2 separate regions of the Lactuca sativa genome follow, and region 2 is linked to region 1. A link is a contact called in public Hi-C data. All regions are on one chromosome and are shown on one strand. Each heading gives the region's core, a stretch centred on a gene start, on an enhancer-like site or on the middle of the called end of the contact. The rest is flanking DNA. Distances are from core to core; before and after follow the strand shown. Region 1 holds the start of LOC111885871. Region 2 holds the start of LOC111917845.

Region 1 (6,760 bases), core at 2,676-5,175:
TTTTTTTCAAAATATTGGGACTTTTCTGTTCAAAAAAAACTTTTAGGACTTTATTGAAACTTTTGAAAAAACTTTAGGACTTTTCTGTAGATAACCCTTTCATGTTCATAGAATGTTTTTTGAAAGAATTGGAATTTGATGGAATCATAATCTTTTACGTGTTTGGTTGGATGGAAATGGAATGGAATTCAATAACAAAAATGAAGTAACTGTTAAACTTTTATTTATTTATTTCATTTATTTATGATTAATCTCATAAAAGACCTTATATTTTGTATTTTTTTTTCCGGATTAAATCTCAAGTTGATCTTTTGCATGAAAAGACCTTGTATTTTTTTATTTTTTCTGATCTGGCCCTTTTAGTCATTTTTTTCCAAAAAAAAAATGTAAAATGTGAGGGTTTTTTCGAGAAAAATGAAAAAAGTTGAGGGTTTATTTAGAAGCAGTTATAAAGTTGAAGGTTTTTTTCGGAGGGATATCTACAGAAAAGTCCCAAACTTTTGAGAAAAGTTTCAAAAAAGTCCTTTTTTTTTTAACAGAAAAGTCGCGATTATTTAACATTTTGCCCAAATTAACAAAAAAGTCCTTTTTTATATTTGAAAAACAAATGACAGACTATGTGATTTTCTCAAAATAATGGGATTTTTCTGTTCCAAAAAAAATAGGACTTTTTTGAAACTTTTCCCAAAAGTTTGGGACTTTCCTGTAGATTTCCCTTTTTCCGAAAAAAAAAAAAGTTGAGGGCTTTTTTGGAAAAAATGAAAAAACACAAGGTCTTTTTCAGGCAAAAAAATAAAGTTGAGGTTTAATCCGGAGATAAACATAAAATATACAGTTTTTTTATGAGATTAACCCTTTATTTTAATATGTATACATAACAAGGGTATTTCTGGTGAAATCTAACAAACATGAAATTCAAAGGAATTGAACTCCATCTCAAGGAATGGAATCATGAATTCCAATTCCATCGGAATCACACAACGTACCTCCTGTTTGTTTGTTAATGCAGAACAAAGTTTTCTTTCTAGAGCCCAGTATTCTTCCCCACATTTCAACTCATCTCTTATCCTGAAATTTTTATAAAAAATAATTATACAACAAATGTCAAATGAAGAACATTCCATAAAACTTTCCAAAAAAGGAAATATAAAGATGTATTTAACATTTTAAGTTTTCATTTAACCTATCTGTATATATTCCATAGCTTTCTAGAAGAACAGCAAGTGGTTTGAAGGTATCATTTTTGAAAGACTTTATAAATCTTAGAATCCAATCAGGTGTCATCATGTCGGAATCTGGAATTCCATCGGATGGAAGTTGCAGTAGTTTCTCATTTATGGTGTCCAGCTGTATAAAATTAGTTTATTGAGGGACTAAAAGTGTTAACAATAGAATCATATGGACCAAAAGGAAATCTTTTTGCCATTTTTCCATAGGGACCAAAAAAGCAAAAAGATTACTTTCTGGACAAAAAAATATAAACACAAGAAAAATGTAATTCACTCAAAACAGTTTTCATTTAGCCTCTTGAAAAAGTCGACCACATCAAATGAGAAAAAAATATTCCTTTTTGGTCCCTATGGTGTTATTATTTTTACCCTTTTGGTCCCTGAGAGATATTATTCCATAACTGAGGGACCAGAAGTGTTAAAAGTAATACAGTAGGGACCAAAAAGTAAAAAAATAATTCTTTTTTGATGAAATTCAAAAAATAACTATAGAAATGGGACAAGAAAAGTAATTTACACCAAAAGTAATTAACATTTTAGCATATATTGTACAAGAACCTCTTCACATGACAAAATGATTCATTTTTGGTCCTTAAGGTACTATTATTTTTACCCTTTTGGTCCCTGAGAAAGACTCTGTTTATTGAGAAACCAAAAGAGTTAAAAATAGTATGATAGGGACAAAAAAGGCAAAAAGAGTTGTGTTTTGAATCAAAAATTGGACTAAAAATGTAATTTACTGTAATATCACTGGTGAATTTTATCAATATCATACATCTGATCTAATTTTTACAATGTCATTATACCATTATAATAAAATGGAGGATTTCCAGAAATATTATAGTAATTTAAATTCATTCTTTAATGATAGGGTACCTGATAGATGTAACTTTCTGTAAATGAAAGCAGTGGTAAGTATTTGAATATTGATTCTGCATTATTAGCATCCATTTCATGAAACATGAAGTAAGATCTGCACTGTTTATATACAACAGATTATTAATTTATTATACTACAGTTGTTGATGTAAGCAAAGTAAATTCAAAGCATGTGATGTTTTTTTTTTTTACAAAATCTTGTAAAGTAGAATTTGCCCTTTGCATTGAATCAAGTGTAACCATTGCCACATCAGCACAATCTGTTTGTAATAATCCAACACTCATGTCATCATCACAATGATGTGATAGAGAAGCTTCAGTGACAATATTTCCTGGAAAAATAAAAAGAAAAACCACCAATTTGTTACTTTGTTATCTTAAATTCTCAATAAATAGTAAAGATAACAGCTATAAAGAATATTTGTACTAAAAAAAGAGACCTTTGTCACAAAGCTGGGGTGATGATTCCTTATTAAATGCAGAAGAAATCTGTAGATCAAATATCATAAGTATGTTTATTGCATTATCCAGAATATACTAAATTGGATTTGGAAGAAATATAGAATATATATATATATACAGACCTTTGGAAAATGGTTAGAGATCAATTTGCACTTTTGATTCATATCTAGTTCACCACATGGTTGCATCTTCAATATCACATTCATAAACAAATAAGAGATTAGAATTAAGAATATGTTTTTAATTGGTTCAAAATCATTGAAACTCATGATGTCTAATATTGGGAAAGAAAGAGGTCTTTGATAATTTAATAATAGGATATAAGATTTTCTTAATTAACATGTTATAATCCATTAATCATATTGATTCTATAGGTCATTCCCCTCATATATTCCTCCTTCAAAATCTTCTACTCATTAATCCAGATCAAGAAACTATTCATGTGTTGTTGGATTGAAATAAGGAATCTCAATCTCAAGCTCAAGCATTAACTTTTCTAGTAAGAGATCAACATCTTGGAGCTGATGTGGGATCCTGAAAAGGGGAACCATTCTATAAAACATCTTCTTTTTTATTCAATCACACATAGACTTTAACCCCTCATCCATTAAAGCGATACTTTTGAGGTATTTATAAAGGCAATTCAATCAATCTATGTCACTAACTCACTGCTTGCCTCAATATTAAGCCATCGGATATGAACAAGGAATACCTTGTTTCTATAACAGCCACTAAACAAAACACTTGCTAAGGAACATGCAATAATCAGAGATGCTTCGTCTTTTGTCATTACAATTAGTTCAATCACTATAACAAACTCATATTTGATCTTACTTCCAAATATCTCGTGAGCTTCATCAAAGGCAAGGTCAAGAAATTCTAAAACATCATGAATAATAAATTAAACGAAAAACAAAACAGGTTATTACCGAATTTGATTCATTTCCTAGAATTTTCTAACATAATCGACAACAACATGATAAAAGTCATGTATCCGAAAGTTTCAAGTACCGAATCCATTGTAACTTGAAATTTCAATTACAGTTAGCATATAGTGCTTCAAAGTTGAGGAAGCGAAATTGAAAAAGGGAGAAAGAAGTACCATGAAGAGGATGAAATTAGCAAGGAAACGATTCGAATCAGCATTTGTGTTGTTGGAAGAATCAATTGCGCCAGTTGATTGAATCATCAACATTATATTTTGCACTTGTTCAAGCTCCTTTAATTGCTCCATCTGGTAGCGTTTTGGTTTTGCTTATTTCAAGAACTCAATGAACTCTCACGTATAAACCCCGTTGCCCTGTAGTAGAGTTATGCACCCAGTCGCAGGGTTTTGAGAAAGGCCCTCGATCCGCACAAATTTAGCTTTATTACTATAAAAACCCTCCAGTTTCATATTTTTTGTTTGTTTTACCAAGAGTTAGATTTTATTTTCGTTTATGGCTCAAACTTATAATTTTTTTTCGAATTTTCCTTTATTACCGGTCATCCTAGGCCACATGTGTGCTGACTGGGCGTGATTAGCTGACGTGGATGCCCACATCGGCGTCCTCTTTTTAACCGAAAAAATTAATCATTTCGGAAAGGAAATAGGAAAGTCGGGATTCAAACCAGAAGTTAAAACCCAATGTGTTTCCACTAAGTTAACATACGAATTTATGAATATCTCCTTGCTTTTAATATATAATCTAATTAGATAGCTTAATTTTTTTTTCTTTTGAATAACTCTATATTATTCATGTATTGAATACGTATTTCTTTCTATTTTCAGTATAAATATTTATTTTTTATTACCAACATAAATATTTTTTGTATTTTTAATAAATATGGATTTTTTTTCGTGTTATTAATAAAAATATGTATTTTTTGTATTTTTAAAATAGAAATATGCTTGTGAATGTATTTATATATTTAATAGCATATTTGTACACTTAAAAACAGTTTACAACTAAAAACATATTTATATATTTGAAAGAGAATTTTGTAGATTCAATAACATATTTATATATTTAATTGTAAAATATTTTTTAAGTGTATACACAAACAAATTACGTTTTAAAAGTATAAATATCTTTTAAAATTCACATCAAATTACGTTTTAATAGTATAAATATCTTTTAAAATTCACATCAAGTAGATATTTTTATATTTTTTAAATTTTAAAAGATATTTATCTATATCTTTTATACTTTCAAAATCATAAAAGGTATCTGTATGTATTTAAATATTTGTATGCTTATTATATATAAATCAATAAATTTGTACTCCATAAATAAGTTTTTTCATTATAAAAGTACATTTCAAAAGGCCTACATACAATATTTATACTTTTTTTTAATATAGGTATTTATATTGAAAATACAAAATGTATGTATTTAACTTTTTATATTGAAAATATGATAAAGAAAAATGAGACTCCTAATACAAAAATACCGATTTATATTGAAAATACAAAATAATAATAATAATAATAATAATAATAATAATAATAATAATAATAATAATAATCAAAATAATCAAAATGAAAATGAAAATGAAAATCAATATCTATTTAAATTGTTTTAGTGATAAAATTATATTTATTTGTTTAAATGATACGCTCAATATTCATTTTAGCCCGGTGGTAAACTTATACATTTGTCAGCTGAAGGTGGCAGGTTCGATTCCTGCCCACCCTATTTCCTTCTTGATAAATTGTTATAATAAAGCCTTACATATAAACACAGTCAGTTCACTGACATATCTTTGGCAAAATCGACAAAAACCTGAAAACTTTGGGGTTTCATGACATTAACCTTTTTTCTAAAGATATTTTTTTGGATAAGATCAAATTTTCATATTTAAAAATTGTAATTTGAAATATATATATATATATATATATATATATATATATATATAACACTTTCAAAATCATGTTTTTTTTATATATATTTTTAAATATTTTAATAATTATTTTCTGTAATTTAAAATCATTAAAATATAATAAACTCTAAAATGTCTAAAATACACTTGTTGCTATTTTATAGAAATACTTTTAATTTTCAACACTAAAAGGAGGACACAAAAATGTTTAGCGGTGGTAGCGCCCCAAAAATAACTTCGACCTAGAGACTATAGTAGTTACACATAATTTTTTTAGTAGTTGCATCCTAACATAAAAATAAAATTTTATTTTTTTTACCCTTATAAGATGAAGGTAATTGTCCATGCCACCGCGAGAACCCTTTATGTCCGCCCCTACTCAGTGTTTCCGCCAAAGGCTAGGCAGGGGGTGTGACACATCACCAACTGTTGTACCTCAATCGCGGGGTGCAAATTCTCTCTGAAATCTCGTAACGAACTCCTCCCAAGACATGACTGCTACAACCATAGTCGCCACAGCTCTACCAACCTCATCCCACCAGTCGCGTGCTCGATCCCTCAATAAGCATGATGCAAACCCTACCTTTGCCCCCTCAAGGCAAAAGCTCGTTCGTTGAGCAATCTCCATGTCAGCGGTCGAACGTCGGCTAGCGATGGGGTCCTTAGCCCCAAAGAACTCAAGAGCTCCACAAGCTTTGAACTCCCGAAATAAAGGAGTCTGCGCCTTAATCTGACCTGCAACAATCTCGACTTGGAAGGCTCTGATTCGCTCATCTATGAGCTCCATAATCCCCTCCTTGATCGTACCAAACATCATAGGGGTACCATTCAAAATGCCACGAGTAACCTCAGCCGCAATAAGCTCACGCAGCCTCTCATCATTCATTTATGTGCCCGAGTCAGAGCCAGAAACTGAATCAGAACTTGAACCTAAACCTCCTCCTTGAGTAATCATCACCATCCTCAAACTGAAACACATCATAGAAACAATCAGCATAAGACTCGAGGGAATTCTAATTATATAGGTCTCCTTAGATTGTCCAGGTCTATTCTTGTCTCAAGTACAGATCATGTGCTTCCAGTAATATAGGCCCAATAATACGTTCCACACCAATTTATACCTTCCTCAAGAACCGTCCTGACTCTTCTAAGTCACCACACTAGGACTATATACCAATCCTATGCTAGACAACATACATATCCTAGGCTCTCCTAGGAATCCTCAACTCCCACCACTTTTAATACCGTGAACCTCAATCAACACCATTTGTTGCCTTATGCATGCAAGTTGGAACATTTTGTTGAAACAATAACTAATAAATCGATAGA
Region 2 (6,760 bases), core at 2,583-5,082, 740 kb before region 1:
GCTAGATCTCTTTCATGGCTTCATAAAAGCCTCAAAGCTTGCAAGTTTACAGCTAAAGGAACCCATTGATCTTCAAGGGTGGCAACCCTAAGCTCAAAAACGAAATTGCATGGCCAAGATCCAATCTTTGGACCTAAAAAGGTCCAAATCTTCAAAACCCTAGGTCTATGATTCTAGAAGGAAAGATATGAGCTTTATACCTCCTTTTGATGCCAAATGATGAGCTTGTTCCAAATCCTTGAGCTCAAGATACTCAAGTGCTTCTTCTCCAACCTCTCCTTTCTTCTTCCAAACCTTTCTTCACCAAAATAAGCTCAAAAATGTCAAACACACACAAGAAAGGACTATGAACGAATTAGGGTTTCTCTAAGGGTGATGGACAGGTGAGGAGGCCAAAAAGGGAGGCTATAATGGGGTATTTATAGGTCCTAAACCCTAAAATTAGGGTTTGGCATATGCCCGCGTACACTGGGCGTACGCACCCAGGTCCCTCGAATCCAATGGACATTACGCCCCGCGTATGCCAGGTTACGCCCGGCATACGACTTATGGGCGGCCCATCTTCTTGGCCCAACTTTCTAAGGTCCACTCCAAAAAGGTCCAAGTCCAAGTGTTATTCCAAGGCTAATATTAGTTTACATTATTTAAATAATACCTCAAGGAACGGATGTTACAGAGAGAGGGGCAATTGGAAAAATCTGATGAACGATGGTTTGGTGGTCCGTGGTGAAGGATCATCTCGTTAATGAAGAAAAGTTAAGGGTGGGGGGAGATGGAGGTGGTTGTCGGTGAATAGTGGTAGAGAACCCCGATGGTGGTGAATGACGATGGCGTCATCTTCAATGGCGATGGTGGTGGTGGTTAAAAACCCTAATTATTGAAAGATGGAGGTGGCGGTATTTAGGTAGGGACAACTCCAATCAAAAGGGTGGTGCTGGTAGGGAAATTTCATGGAGGTCTGAGGAAATAAATATGGGGTGAAGGTGGGATTAGATATTTATAGTGGACGGTGGTGGTAGTCGGTGATGATGGTGGCGGACGGTGGTAGCTGTCAATGGTGGCAGTCAATGGTGATGGTGGCGGACGGTGATAACTATTAGTGGTTGCAGACGGTGGTGATGGTGACATCCATTAGGGGTGATATATTTCTTGTATGTGTGTGCATGTTTTTTTTAGAGAGAAAAGACAAATAAAATATAAATAAAGAATATAAATTAAATTAATTTTTGATTTTCAGCAATTAAAAAATTGAAAAATATAAATTATAAGGGTATAGTCGTCTTTTTAAGTGTGTAGTGATCAAAAACAATAAAAATATCTAAAATTGAACCACTATGCACCGTCAAACTTTTTGGACAAAAATCATAAAATTTTATCAACCACAAAGATCATTTTTACAATTTTGTCTGCTTGAAAACCTTAAAACATTATTAAAAAATGTATAACAATATTCAATAAAATTGTCATGTCGATCCGCCCATTTTGACCTACATATATTCCAACTTGTTATCCACCTTGTGTATGTCCTTTTTTTGAACCATCACGTCCTTGTTAAAGTTTTGTATTGGTTGGCTGAGAGAAATCAAACGCCACACAAGTTATAAAATAGAACAAGGAATAAATAAAAAATTACATAAATGGTCCATATGTTTCTGAGAATTTTGGTTTTCGCCTCTAGCTTTTTTTCGTTTTTCACAGATGCTCCTTATTGTTTCAATTTTTTATATGTTTAGTCCTTTTCCCTTATAAAATAATTGTTATACCCTTTCTTTTTAATTTATATTTTCTTTTACCTAATTTTAACATGCAAAAAGAAAAAACATCCCCACCCTCAATTAAAGCCTACTGGCGTCCCTTCCACCCATGTTCTTCTTCATTGACCTTTCCATAATCTCGTTCATCATCACCTTCTCCACTAAATCACCTTACAATCATCGTTGATTTTAGTATGGTAAGGGTTTTATGGAAGCAACTTCATTATGAAAGTAATGAGCTAAGTTGGAGATGAGTTGGTTTCGTCGAAATCATATGCTTTGAAAAGGGTTGTTGTCAGACGTAAAATTTATGATTTTGTAGTAAATTCAGTTTCCCTCTACCAACGAAGTAGCACGTAACTATTCGAGAACTAGTTCATATGTTTCGCTTTTGTTGAATCTTTTTGACAATACCAAAACAAACATATGATTCTCAGGGACATGTTAATGTTAGCAACATGTGATGTTTTGATTGTAAATGGCACTGCAAGTGGTGTCGCCGGATGAGACATGGCTCGAGAACCCTTTTGAAGATTTCCTTATGCCGCATTTACTTAGACCACCCCACCTATTACCCCTAAATAACTCTTCCCTTTATTTATTTATTTATTTTCTCTAGAGAACCCGACACCCTGCAACCTTTCAGATTCACAAGGAAAAAAGTAGTACTCAATAATGATTTCACTTCTACACAACGGTAATAAGTAAGAGTTAACATGAGATTGAGTATGTGTGGCCTTTTGTGAGATGTTGTAGAGAGAAAAAGATATGTATGCAAGATGAGAGGGAGAGACAGAAGGTAAACTTCAATCCTTTTTCCAGCAACATCAAAATACGAAAAGAAACAAGCGATATCAAGAGATTGGTGCATATGAAGGAAGACTAAATAAGGAGTTAAGACCATAATCACTTCCTGTTCCCAATGACATTGACAACGATGAAGGATGGGTCTCAAGGATTCGTAGGTTATGATTGAATGTATGTTCCATTTAGATGTTCGGATTAACTTTGACTAAGCTTTTTGGACAAAAAACATATTGGTTGAGTTTTGTGAGAGTTTAAGGCTGAAACGTTCAATGGATTCGCATGTAGGATGATTCGATGTAAGCAAAAGGTGGTAGTTGTAATACCTATTTTCTGTTAATATGTAATATAACTTTGTATGTGTGTAATTTGATGTTATATCGGATAACTAATCAGAACAAGGAGTAAAAGTCATAATTGGAAAGTAGGTTGCTATTACTAGCTAGTTTCGGATGGAGAACTAAACCCCTAATAGAGAAAGGGAAACTCTAAGCGACACATGTCTAAACCCAACCCTGTCATTAGATAAGAAAAACCATAATGAAACCCTAGCCCCCATTATCTGTAAAATCCTAACACATTCGCCATATTTTCATCATCAAAATAAATAAAATTCAGATTAAATAAGCCTCGCTATGTGCGTTAATCTCTTGGTGGTATTGGTTGTAGGGGATCAAGACGAAAGTGGTAGTTAGTGGTGTTTGTCTTCACCACCGTGGTGATGATGGAGAAAATAAAGGGGGCAAGGAAGAGGATATAATGTTAAGGTTAATGGTGGCGATTAAAAGTGGTGGCGGCGACGGTGATGACTGACTTTAATGTGAGAGAGAAATGGAAGAGGGTGGTATTTTTTTTTAAATCACCCAAGTTAAAAGATGAAATAAAAAAATAACATTAAGAGTATACAAGTCTTTTTATTTTGGTAAAAGATTATTCACGCTAGAAATTGAAACTATAAGGAGCTACCATGTAAAAAAAAAAAGTTAAGACTGAAATAACAAAAATAAACCATACTAACAAAAATTAGTGATTGAATTTCTGATTTCTATAAGTATAATGACAATTTATGTTATTTTGTCCAAATAACAAGAAAAGTAAAAAAGAAAAAATTAAAATAGTTAATTCACATACCGTTATAGACAAAATAGACAACAAATTGAAGGACCGGCCGAATAAAATATTATTTTGTAAGGACGAAATCTACAAATTTGATAAACTCACATGGAAATCTTTTGTAATTTACTCTACACTAAAATAAAATCTAGGACAACAACATTTACGGCTGGAATCAAATATGACTACGCAATCAACGAAAATCTTGTTTCAAATCATCATTTATACCTAACAAAACCCTGTCTGTCGTCTCCCGCCGTCAACTGTCATCGGAATAATGCTAAACCGATCATCCCCTCCGATTTAATCTCTATATTTCTAAACTCAAAAAAGAAATGGCAAAGTGTTTCAGCTTCACAGCATCACGAGACCGGTGTTTCCGGTACTCCTTCAGCCGCACCGGTCTCAAATCAACCACCATCACCCTCCACGACGGCGCCACCGTCATCCACTTCTGGATCCCCAAAACCCCAAAACCCAACAAACCCAATCTCCTCCTCATCCATGGCTTTGGCGCCAACGCAATGTGGCAATACAACGACTTCATCTCTCCACTCGTTTCCAAATTCAACGTCTACATCCCGGACCTTTTATTCTTCGGCGAATCTCACACGACCCGACCCGAACGAACTGAACATTTTCAGGCGGAGTGTCTTGTCGCAGCCATGGAAGTCGTTGGTGTTATTGGGAAGATTCACGTGATGGGGCTGAGCTACGGTGGGTTTGTGGGGTACAGTATGGCGGCGAAGTTCCCGGAGAAAGTGCAGAAGGTGGTGATCGCTTGTTCTGGTGTTTGTGTCGAGGAGAGTGATATGGATAAAGGGTTGCTTAGTGTGAAGAGTATTGATGATGCTACGAGTATTTTGTTGGCTCAGACGCCGGAAAAGTTGAGGGAGTTGATGAAGGTGGCGTTCTTTAAACCTCCGGTGAATGTGCCTTCTTGCTTTTTATCTGATTTTATTGATGTCATGAACACAGAGTATGTTCAAGAACGTAAAGAATTGATTGAAGCGTTATATAAAGGTCGAAAAGTGTCTAATCTTCCCAAAATCACTCAGGTTCATTGATATTCTTAACTCATACGTATTCAATCTTTTTATTGGACAAAAATATCAAGTTTTGAGTTATTTTTACGGTTAAGTAACAAGATTAACGAGGGTATTTATTATTTAATGTCTATCTTGTTATAACCTTTGGAAGTTTTGGAGTGGAATAAAAATTGCAATTTGACATTAATACCCCTCCATGTCATAAAAATTGCAATTTGGTCTACTCTTTGGTCATTTCCACGTGAAATGTAGTACCTTGCACGAAGATAGCTGTCCTACCTTGTTATGGTGCAAAAAGTTCATTTTTATACTAATAAAAAAATTAAATATTTTTTAAATTAATTTTTAAAATAAATACAAACGAAATGATAAATAAATAGTTATTGAATCTATACTGATAAAAAAGATTATTGACATATTGTAAATAGTTGTTATGAATCAAAATTTTCAAATATTTCTTTGAAGATGGTGTTTTATTTCATTTATTAAGGTAGAGATAGAGATGTATTTGTTAGTATTATACACACATATTTATTTGGTAGAGATAGAGATAGAGATGTATTATACACATATTTATTTATAAAATTTGAATAAATAATGTTAGAATTCAAATTAAAAGTCAAAAAAATTAAAGCTATGTTTTGAATTCAAATATATAATCAAATATACGATATTAATTGTATCATTAGAACATCCATTTGAATTGAAATACGTTTGTAAATTAATGAACATTTAAATAGAATAAATATTTTACATATATAATAGTTTACATATATAACAGTAGACTCATTAATTAGTGAATTGATTATTGATTAATAAAAAAAATAAAGATACCATATAGTTACATGTGGAATTTAAATAATTATAAAATCTCATATAATGACATATGACAAAAGCTTTAAAAAAAATGGTAAAAAAACTTTCATTTATTAGAAAGGATTATTGTTATTATTAACGTTAATTGTCTATTGTTTTTTTGAATCTATGATGCAGCCTACCATGATCATATGGGGAGAGCACGATAAAATATTCCCAATCGAATTAGGTCACAGGCTAAAACAGTATGCATGAATCATAACCTCAACATCTTTCAAGTTTAATTGTTTTCATAATGAGTCCAAAACTCATGTGTGTATTCATTTCTTGTTTTCTTCAGACATTTAGGCGAGAACGCGGATTTGATAATCTTGAAGAACGCTGGACATGCAATCAATGCCGAGAAACCAAAAGAACTCTACAAAAACATGAAATCATTCTTCACTCTTTCCATTGCACAAAGCACACAGTAGTGTCTTCAAGTTTGCACTTACACAGCAAGGAGATGAGAATTTATAAGGAAATCTCAGGTGACATCAGTTAGATGTCATTGTTGTTTACCTTTCCCATGTTGGTTGTGAGACTGTATGTATACCCATTTTTAGAGCATAGAGGAGATTTAAAAAAAGGGTTTGTTTGTAAACTTATATATATCTACATTCTTGATACATTTTCTTTACAAATAATTCCCGATAATATTAAAAGAAATGTGTATTTTGTATCATAATGTAAAATTCTTATTGTGGGTTATCTTTTTCATGTTGGTTGTGGGACCGATTGGTGAGGCTGAGACTGTATGTATACCCATTTTTTAAAGCACATGCCACAGAGGAAATTTTAAAAAAGGGTTTGTTTGTAAACTTATATATATCTACATTCTTGATACATTTTCTTTACAAATAAATCCCGATAATATTAACAGAAATGTGTATTTTGTATCATAATTCGAAATTCTAGGCAGCAACCACATTTTCTAGCAACTCCTCCAAGTCTTTTAATCTGAATAATAAACATACGCAACAAGTTAATTTCAACGGACTTAAAAGAAATTATAATTATAAATTTCTTTATAAAAATATCTATTCTTTTATAAAATTACCTTACGTCACTCAAATCAGGGAATTTTGCTATTGCATCTGTAAAGTCTTGGTTTGCAGTTGAAGATGTGTAGGTAATCACACAAGACATTCCTGCTTTTGTTGCTGCCTGCAGATGAGGATGACG

Evidence for each region. A called contact is a pair of places that touch in the nucleus more often than the background predicts.
Region 2: a contact with region 1 is called in a Hi-C map of leaf, with 8 times the contacts expected there. The contact joins the promoter of LOC111917845 here to the promoter of LOC111885871 in region 1. A contact is called at or near these places in 2 of 4 Hi-C or Micro-C datasets (both in leaf).

The regions. Positions count from the first base shown.
Region 1 is chr5:79,790,473-79,797,232 of Lsat_Salinas_v11, reverse strand. LOC111885871 reads right to left here and starts at 3,925. Exons shown (of 13, transcript XM_042902478.2): 1 at 3,672-3,925; 2 at 2,692-2,757; 3 at 2,548-2,596; 4 at 2,324-2,439; 5 at 2,106-2,207; 6 at 1,184-1,347; 7 at 987-1,068. The coding sequence starts at 3,803.
Region 2 is chr5:80,533,967-80,540,726 of Lsat_Salinas_v11, reverse strand. It overlaps LOC111917845, which reads left to right and starts at 3,832. Exons shown (of 3, transcript XM_023913483.3): 1 at 3,832-4,729; 2 at 5,714-5,781; 3 at 5,877-6,295. The coding sequence starts at 4,007. The coding sequence ends at 6,009. LOC111917844 (haloacid dehalogenase-like hydrolase domain-containing protein At4g39970) reads right to left here. Exons shown (of 10, transcript XM_023913482.3): 9 at 6,636-6,742; 10 at 6,372-6,535. The coding sequence ends at 6,490.